Regions from separate parts of the Mus musculus genome. Here all the other regions are linked to region 3. A link is a contact called in public HiChIP or PLAC-seq data. All regions are on one chromosome and are shown on one strand. Each heading gives the region's core, a stretch centred on a gene start, on an enhancer-like site or on the middle of the called end of the contact. The rest is flanking DNA. Distances are from core to core; before and after follow the strand shown. Region 1 has its middle 26 kb from the start of Slc45a1. Region 2 overlaps Rere (arginine glutamic acid dipeptide (RE) repeats). Region 3 has its middle 12 kb from the start of Car6.

The links. HiChIP or PLAC-seq counts read pairs in DNA pulled down with a chosen protein or histone mark.
Region 1: a contact with region 3 is called in an H3K27ac HiChIP or PLAC-seq map of embryonic stem cells, with 5 read pairs. The contact joins two enhancer-like sites. A contact is called at or near these places in 4 of 115 datasets of contacts at active chromatin or transcription factors (embryonic stem cells and hepatocytes).
Region 2: a contact with region 3 is called in an H3K27ac HiChIP or PLAC-seq map of microglia, with 4 times the contacts expected there. The contact joins two enhancer-like sites. A contact is called at or near these places in 1 of 39 promoter capture datasets (liver), 3 of 115 datasets of contacts at active chromatin or transcription factors (hepatocytes, large pre-B cells and microglia) and 2 of 9 other capture datasets (embryonic stem cells and liver).

Annotation. Positions count from the first base shown.
Region 1 is chr4:150,676,615-150,679,314 of GRCm38.p6, reverse strand. No RefSeq gene overlaps it. Among named protein-coding and RNA genes, the nearest start is that of Slc45a1, 26 kb to the right of the region's middle. Within about 2 kb of position 1,309, at least 33 of the 459 cell types and tissues checked have an H3K27ac peak or open chromatin away from gene starts, as enhancers often do. A contact at or near this core is called in embryonic stem cells, where this site is marked.
Region 2 is chr4:150,593,379-150,596,078 of GRCm38.p6, reverse strand. The region is part of intron 12 of Rere (arginine glutamic acid dipeptide (RE) repeats); the gene reads right to left. Among named protein-coding and RNA genes, the nearest start is that of Slc45a1, 57 kb to the left of the region's middle. Within about 2 kb of position 1,393, at least 75 of the 459 cell types and tissues checked have an H3K27ac peak or open chromatin away from gene starts, as enhancers often do. A contact at or near this core is called in hepatocytes, liver and microglia, where this site is marked.
Region 3 is chr4:150,211,383-150,214,082 of GRCm38.p6, reverse strand. No RefSeq gene overlaps it. Among named protein-coding and RNA genes, the nearest start is that of Car6, 12 kb to the right of the region's middle. Within about 2 kb of position 1,267, at least 190 of the 459 cell types and tissues checked have an H3K27ac peak or open chromatin away from gene starts, as enhancers often do. A contact at or near this core is called in embryonic stem cells, hepatocytes, liver and 1 more, where this site is marked.

The DNA of each region.
Region 1 (2,700 bases), core at 60-2,559, 470 kb before region 3:
GGGCTCTGGAAACATAGCAGAGCGTGAAGCTCTGGATGGAAACAGGATTCATCTTCTATGTCATCTAGTTTCCTGTCACCAAGACAGACCCTGAGGAAACCCTCAGCTTCGCTCCCTCCTGCCACCAACAGTAACAGTTGCCTAAACTGATTTCTAGGACCTTTGAGGTCTTTGAACAACCTGAAGCCTGCAGCCATTCACTTTAGTCTGTGTAAGGCTGGTACCACTATGACGTCCCAGAACTCAGGCCTGCGCTCTCCGAGCATGCTACCGCTAGCGTTTCCTGAGCATGCGCTCTCCGAGCATGCTGCCGCTAGCGTTTCCTGAGCATGCGCTCTCCGAGCATGCTACCACTAGCGTTTCCTGAGCATGCGCTCTCCGAGCATGCTACCGCTAGCGTTTTCTGAGCATGCGTGCTATGAAAGCCCATGCTGCTCGCTCGTGTCATAAGTAAAGGCTTTTGATCTTGCCTGCGGCTCAGAAGTCCCTGTTTCTTAGCTCATAATTATATAATCTGGGGCTGGCAAGGTGGCTTGGCAGGTAAAGGCTCTTGCCATGAAAGGTTGACGGCCTTCGAGCGAGAGTTCAATCCCCGGAACCGCCATGAAAATGGATAGAGTTGACTCCACAAAGCCGTCCTCTGACCCCTGCAGCGGCTTCACCACACACATTGTTTCTGGAGAAGTGGTGTGCACACTTAGGTGCTAGAGGCAGGAGGATTGCCCCAAGTTTGAGGCCACCCTGGCCTGCACAATGAGTTCCAGGCGAGCCAGAGACACTGGCTCCAAATAAACAAACAAGTGAACAAAGAAACAAAACTCAACACGGGCCCACTGAGGAGGATCAGCAGGTAAAGGCTCCCAAGCCCCACAACTTGAGCCAAGTCCCTGGGAACCCACAGGTGGAAAGCAAGAACCGACTGGCCATCAAACCTTAATGAGAAGAACGAAAGAGAGAGAGAGAGAGAGAGAGAGAGAGAAGGTAGAGGTGACTACTCCTTGGTATGGTGGAGGGAAAGTTTATTATAGACCGTGGGAGAGCATAACCAGAGGCAGACACATCTGGGAGAGTCCAGAGTGGTCTTGACCCTGAAGCATGGGAGGAGAGGGGGAGGGGCAGGGAGAGAGGGGAGCCAAGTATAGAGCCAGGAGCCAAAGGTGCAAAAGAGGCAGAGAGGGTAGGTGACCAAAGCGTCTGAATTATATAGGGAACAGCCTCTGGGGGAAGGGCAGCCCAGCCCCAGGCTGGTGGAAGGGAGTGGGGGGGGGGGATGCCAGACTTACGCCATAGCAGGTAGGGACTGAGGGATGCTGGGAGAACCTGGAGGCCAGGTCCACTTTGTTATGTTAAATAGGCAGCACTCCAGACAGAGTCCACCCCCAGCCCCCCGTTCAACTGATCTAAAGCTCATGCACCCTCCCCCCTCCCCCACCTTCCTCCCCCACCCCCTCCCCCACCTTCATTTCCGCCAGCTTTCCCTCCCCGAGTTTCAGGGACATCCTGGAACAGTGTGAGATCCCGTTGCTATGCAGGCTTCTCCTGCCAGTGGCTTTTCTTCTCGGGGTGGGGGGGAATGCTCTTGTGCCATTGCCTGGGCTAATCGGATAAAAGCCGTTTGGCTTCCTTTCCAACCTTCCTAAACCTTTATTCCCCCAACATTTAAAAGAAGCCTCAAAGGAGAAGAATTATGGTGCGCTGCCCAGCCAGGGGTAGCGGGGTGTGCCTGCTGAGAGAGGGCTTGTCCGCTTTGTGCTTACAAAGTAGGTGGCTTGCCACTCTTTCAAGAAATATTACCGCACAGGCCATGGCTTAGCATTTACATGGATTAAATGGTCCTGTTTCCCCCAGGGACCACTGCTTCAGAAGCCAGAGTCTCTCAGCCTTTGTCCTTCCATGCACCCTACTGTGTACCTACTGTGCACCTTACCATACACCCCACCAAACACCCTACTGTGCACCCTACCATACACCCTACTGTGCACCCCACCATACACCCTACTGTGCACCCCACCATATATCCTACTGTGCACCCCACCATACACTCTACTGTGCACCCCACCATACATCCTACCGTACACCCTGCCATACACCCTACCAGCACAATCCTTATAAAAAGACTGAAGCAGAAACTGCAACCAACTTGTTGAGTTCTACCCTAATTTTTAAATATATATCATTATCTTGAAAATTAACACCTTGTAATTCCCCCTTCCCAAGACCCCCTGCTGTTAAGCCAACATCTGAGCCTACAGTTGTCCTTTGGCCCAGGTAGATGATGACAGGAGACACTTTCTGGCTCTGGTGTGTCTCTGAGGCAAGGGAGTAGCTGGTAGTGGTGTAATGTTGGTCTCAAGGTTTTCTGAGGGGAGCCTGAAGCTGGGTCCCTGCTCTCCTTCAACAACATTGCTGTTTGCAATAAGAACACACAACATGTAAAAGTGTTCAACCATTCATTAGAAACTTGAACCTTCCCAGAGGGAGACAGTTTATTATAGCCACAGACTAAGAATTAGACATTGACCCAGGTGTGGTGGTGCACACCTTTAATGCTAGCACTCAGGAGGCAGAGGCAGGCGGATCTCTATGCTCAGGGCCAGTCTGGTCTTTATAGCAAGTTCCAGACCAACCAGGGCTACACAGTGAATCCCTATCAAAAACAACAAAGAATCAAGCACTAAGGTCGCTTAGCTTGTAAATCTC
Region 2 (2,700 bases), core at 144-2,643, 380 kb before region 3:
AAGAAAAACTATTATTCATTACTGTTTAGCCTTTCTCACCTGGAGCTGTACAACTGAAACACAGGTCTCCAAAGCCTCAGACAGTTCTGCTGTGAGCAGGACGCAATGAGGCCCATTCTGCATACACAGGAAGAACGTCAGCACATCATACAACTAATGCTAACACTATAGGCCAGAATCTCAGCCAGTATGGACAAACAAGACTCAACACAGCTCAGACCAGCACCTTCTGCTGCAAATGATAGTTTTTCATTTACACTCATTAACCTATTAAAAAACTACCTTGAGCCAGAATTTCCTTCCATGATCTGGTAACAGAACACTAGGCTTCCCTGGCTGTGCCTTTTCTTGCTCTTCTAAACTCTCTCTGAGGCCCTTGCTTGCACAGTCAGCGGAGGTCAACATTGATGCCTTTCTTTATTGGTGTGGTTGACAGCCAGTACTATACACAGAAACATTGTCTCAAAAGTTAAAACAAATCAAAAACCCCAAACAAACAAAAGGACCAGAAATTCAGAACTAAGTTCACCTGGGAAGTATGAACTTTAAATATACTTTCTTCCTCTGTTCTTACTCACCTCAAACCACAGGCACCGCATACAGCCATAGAGTAAGGCCATTATTCGAGGCCACCCTGATCTATATAGCTAGTTCTAGGACAGCTGGGGCTACACAGTGAGACTTGTTTTTAAAAAAAAGCTCAGGGCTAGTGATGGTGCCTGGGAAGGACACAGTCTAAACGCCCAGCTCCCAGCTCAGCATCTCACTAGGAACTAGCAGGCCCATGCACACCAGCAGCCTCTCTGCTGCCCCGCCCACCCTGCTTCCATTCTGATTTCATCAGCAGAAGAACTGAGGGTCAATTCTTGATGGATATAGTGCAGTGGCACAGACTTCACCAAGTAAGTACTGGGCTTGACTCTAGCCAACACACACACACACACACACACACACACACACACACACACACACACACAAAATAAGAAAAAGGAAGGATATGTACATTAACAGAGTTTTAGTAGGATTAAGAACAAAAACAAGAAACACAGCTACCAGTCTACAGCTGGCTACTAGGGGTTTCTGGGGCAAGTTCGGTGAAGAACTATCACTGATGTTGACTGGACACTGATGTTGGGGGACTTGCAACATCCTGTAACTACTTTTCTTTTCTTTTCTTTCCTTTTATTTTTATTTTTTACTTTTTTTTTTTTTTTTGGAGACAGGGTTTCTCTGTATAGCCCTGGCTGTCTTGGAACTCACTTTATAGACCAGGCTGGCCTAGAACTCAGAAATCCGCCTGCCTCTGCCTCCCAAGTGTCAGGATTAAAGGGGTGAGCCACCACCAAAGTTACACATACACACACGCACACACACTTCTATTGGCAAACTATGAGTATTTCTTGTGGTCATGTGGGATACTCTAGAGCTGCTGCTCTCAACCTGTGGGTTGTGACCCCTCTGGAGGTCGAATGACTCTTTCTCAACCACAGATATTTACATTATGACATATAGCAGTAGCAAAATTATAATTCCAAAACAGAAACAAAAATAATTTTATGGTGGGGGAGGGGTCATCACAAAATGAGGAACTGTATCAAAGGGCAGTAGGAAGGCTGAGAGCCACTGCTCTCGGGCATTATAACCCAGCCTATTACAGTTTCCATACTGTGTCCCTTACATTTTCTGTTTGAAATTCCCAGTGTCCTGTCATGTCAGGCACATGCTTCAAATCCCAGTCCCTGGTGGGTGCAGATAATAAAATCTGGAGTTCAAGGCTACATGGAGTATGTGAGTGGAACCTGAGCAGGGTTCCTAATCTGCCCAGTAGGGCCTGGCTTCACACACTGTCACTTACACTGTCTCTGTCACAGACCTGACATCTGTAACTAGAGAACACGGGCTTTATTCAAAAAACAAAAAACAAAACAAAAAAACAAACCAGTAACAAACAAACAAAAAACAAAACAAAACAAAAAAAACCTACCAAAACCCCATAAAACCAAAGACAAACTACCATTTCCTCCCCTGCACTTCCTGGTTTTTTGAAGCACTGAGCATAGCCACACCTACTACCACTGCATTACAATTATGTAATGCTGTAGCTATTTAGTAAATAGTTACAAAATGAATGGGTAGTAAGAAGAATATGCTAACTCATCTCTTAAATAAACAACCTAAAACCACACGTTGTCTTACAGAATGTCATATTTTTTTAAAGTTAAAAAAAAAAGGCATAATACCCATATACAATTTTGTAAGATATAAAACCCAACAAAATGTAATAGAAAAGTCAAGAGTTATTCCTGGTTTCCTTGACCACAGTTAGAATGGTTTGGTGCAGGGGACAGAGGTCAGGGCTAGGAGGCTGGCTTTAGGGCAGCCTGAGTTCCAACACAGGGCCGGACTCCCTTCCATTTCACACATTTGCTCTTTGTGCTGCAGCTGAGTTTAGGGCCTTCACATGCTAAGCATGTGCTCTACCACTAAGCTGTACCTTTAGACCATCTCCTTTCTAAAGAGAGTGGTTCTTCAGAGTTCCCTAACTTCAGACCCTGCAACTTCCGGTCTCCCCAGAGGCTGGAATAATAATTCTTTTAAATTATCTTTTTAAGGATCAAAGAGATGGCTCAGTATTTAAGAGCACAGGCTTTTCTTCCAGAAAACCTAAGTTCAGGTCCCAGCATCCACACACACCACTTA
Region 3 (2,700 bases), core at 18-2,517:
GAGAAAAACGCTGTCTTCTGACCTCCATGTGTGCATACATATGACACACACACACAAATAAAATGTAACAAGAAAAAAAGTTACAAAGTTACAGAAGTTTTCATGTTCTTAGTTAAGAGCACTGGCTGCTTTTCCAGAGGATCCACTGCTGTTGTTTTTTAAAAAGTTATTTATTTATTTTATGTATGTGAGTACACTGTCGCTGTCTTCAGACACACCAGAAGACGGCATCAGATCCCATGACAGATGGTTGTGAGCCATCATGTGGTTGTTGGGGACTGAATTCAGGACCTCTGGAAGAGCAGCCAGTTCTCTTAACTGCTGAGCCATCTCTCCAGCTGCACTGTTTTGTTTGTTTGTTTGTTTTTGTTTTTAAACAAAAGCTCAATCTTTGGATGTTACCAGTGAAGACTCAGGAGCCAGATGTTAGTTTTGAGAGGCAGAGAAAGCACCCAGCTGACCTTTCTCCATGCCTGCCAGCTATTTTACATTGTTGCTGAAATATGCCTGCCAGTCACACGCACACACAAAAAAAATAACTTGACTCAGAGCAGGGTCGTGCTGGCCACATACCCTGTAACATATGTTATGAAGTTCGTCAATCTTAAGAAATTCCACCATTATAAGCTTCATGTACGACCCATCAAGTTAAACGTCAGTATGAACGGTTATGTCTAAAATGGCTTGAGTCAGGGCGGCTCATTGGGCAGTGACTGCGCATGAGCTCATTGTGGTTTCGGGTTTTTAGCCTTTATAAGCTGGCCCTGAGAAATGTCCAGCTTGGAGCTTTGAGCTGTTGGCCTGGTCAATCAGTCTTGAGCTATGCATTCAATAAACCACCCCTGCTTAACTGAGATCGGTGTTCAGGTGGTTTGAGGGGCAACTCCTGGACATTAACAATATGTATATATAATATACATCACAGCACATTACCCTGTCATCAAACAATGAAGTGTGGACACACGACAGAGTGCAGTTAGAAGCCAGGCATGAAGGCTGCTGATGTGTGATTCCATGCACATAAAACATGAAGGATCAGTAAACTGTGGGTATCAGGCTGTGCCCTGACCCAGATCACACTGCATACATAAAGGTGGTAGATCCCTCGTCGTCTTCCTCCTTCAATGAGACAGGGATTTATTAGGCAGCATTGGCTGGTCTGGAACTCGCAGAGGTCTGCCTGCCTCTTCTGAGTGTTGTGGATTGGTTCTAATGCTATTTGTGTTACTTTGGCTCGAAATCACACGGGAACTAGTACGTCTGAGCTGAGTGAGCGTCCCTGCCCACAGTTGGCTCTGATTGGGAAATAAATTTGCCAGCGGCCAATAGCTGGGCAGAGAGACAGAGGCGGGACTTTTAGGATTCTGGAGCAAGAAACGCGGGGGCGGGGGTGGGGGCGTGAGGCCGGGGAGGGGGGTGAGGGGTGAGGCAAGCCAAATCGCCTTGACCAGGAAGCAGAGAGATCACGCGTGAGGGAGCAAGAAGGAAAGCACCCAGCCATGTCAGAGTAGAGGCCCCATGGGCCACTTCCCCAATTGGGTCTGGGATAGCAGAGATGAAATATAGACTTTAGAAAGTATTAGCTCAGGAAAATCGGTGGGGAGAGTGCTAGCCTCGGGGAGGTTTGAAAGTGCCCAGCTATTGTGCTGCTTAAGGCATATTAAAGATGGGGCCGTGTGTGTGTGTGTGTGTGTGTGTGTGTGTGTGTGTGTGTGTGTATCTTTTGGGGGGGGGAACTCCAAAACATTTGGGCAGGTGTAGAGGAGGCGCATGCACCTACGGGGAAATATAGAGAGAATTAGCAATCTACTGCTACAAGCTGAGTTCTGGGATTAAAGGTTTACACCACCATACCCAACCAATGACATGTTCTAAAAAATATTTACCCAATTTTATTTGCTGTTTATGTGTGAATACCCACGTGTATTCGTGTGCACAGTATGTATTCAGTGCCCGGGGAGGTCAGAAGAGGGCGTCACTGGAGTTTCAGATGGTTGTGAGCTACCATGTGCTTGCTGGGAACAAAACCTGGGTCTCTCAGCAAGAGCAGTTGAGTGCTCTTAGCCTCTAAACCATCTCTCCGGCACTCAATGTTATTTTCTTTTTAAAGATTTATTTATTGATTATATGTAAGTACACTGTAGCTGTCTTCAGACACTCCAGAAGAGGGAGTCAGATCTCTTTATGGATGGTTGTGAGCCACCATGTGGTTGCTGGGATTTGAACTCCGGACCTTCGGAAGAGCAGAAGGGTGCTCTTACCCACTGCACCATCTCACCAGCCCCCAATGTTATTTTCTTAATTTGGGTTTCCAAAAGCAGAGTAGATGCCAAGTCCTGAGTTATTGCTAAAACAAGTGTCTGAATAGAGGGGAAGTCAGGAAGGAAGAGAAGCTGAGGTTAGCAGGAGGTCTGCTTTGTCTGCAGCATAGCGGGAGTGTGTGGTGCCACCCGCATTCCCCCTCTGAATTCTACTCTCTGTTTATTAGAGACCAGGCTGGCCCCAAACTTAACCATATTTCTGAGGATGCCTTTGAACTCCTGATCCTTTTACATCTGCCTCCCTCATGCTGAGGTTACAAGTGTGCACCACCACACAGAATTTACGAAGTGCCAGGGATCTGACCCAAGGTTCTTGTACGCCAGGCAAGAGCTCTACCAACTGAGCCTCACCCTCAGCCTCTGAGCTGTACTCTAAGAG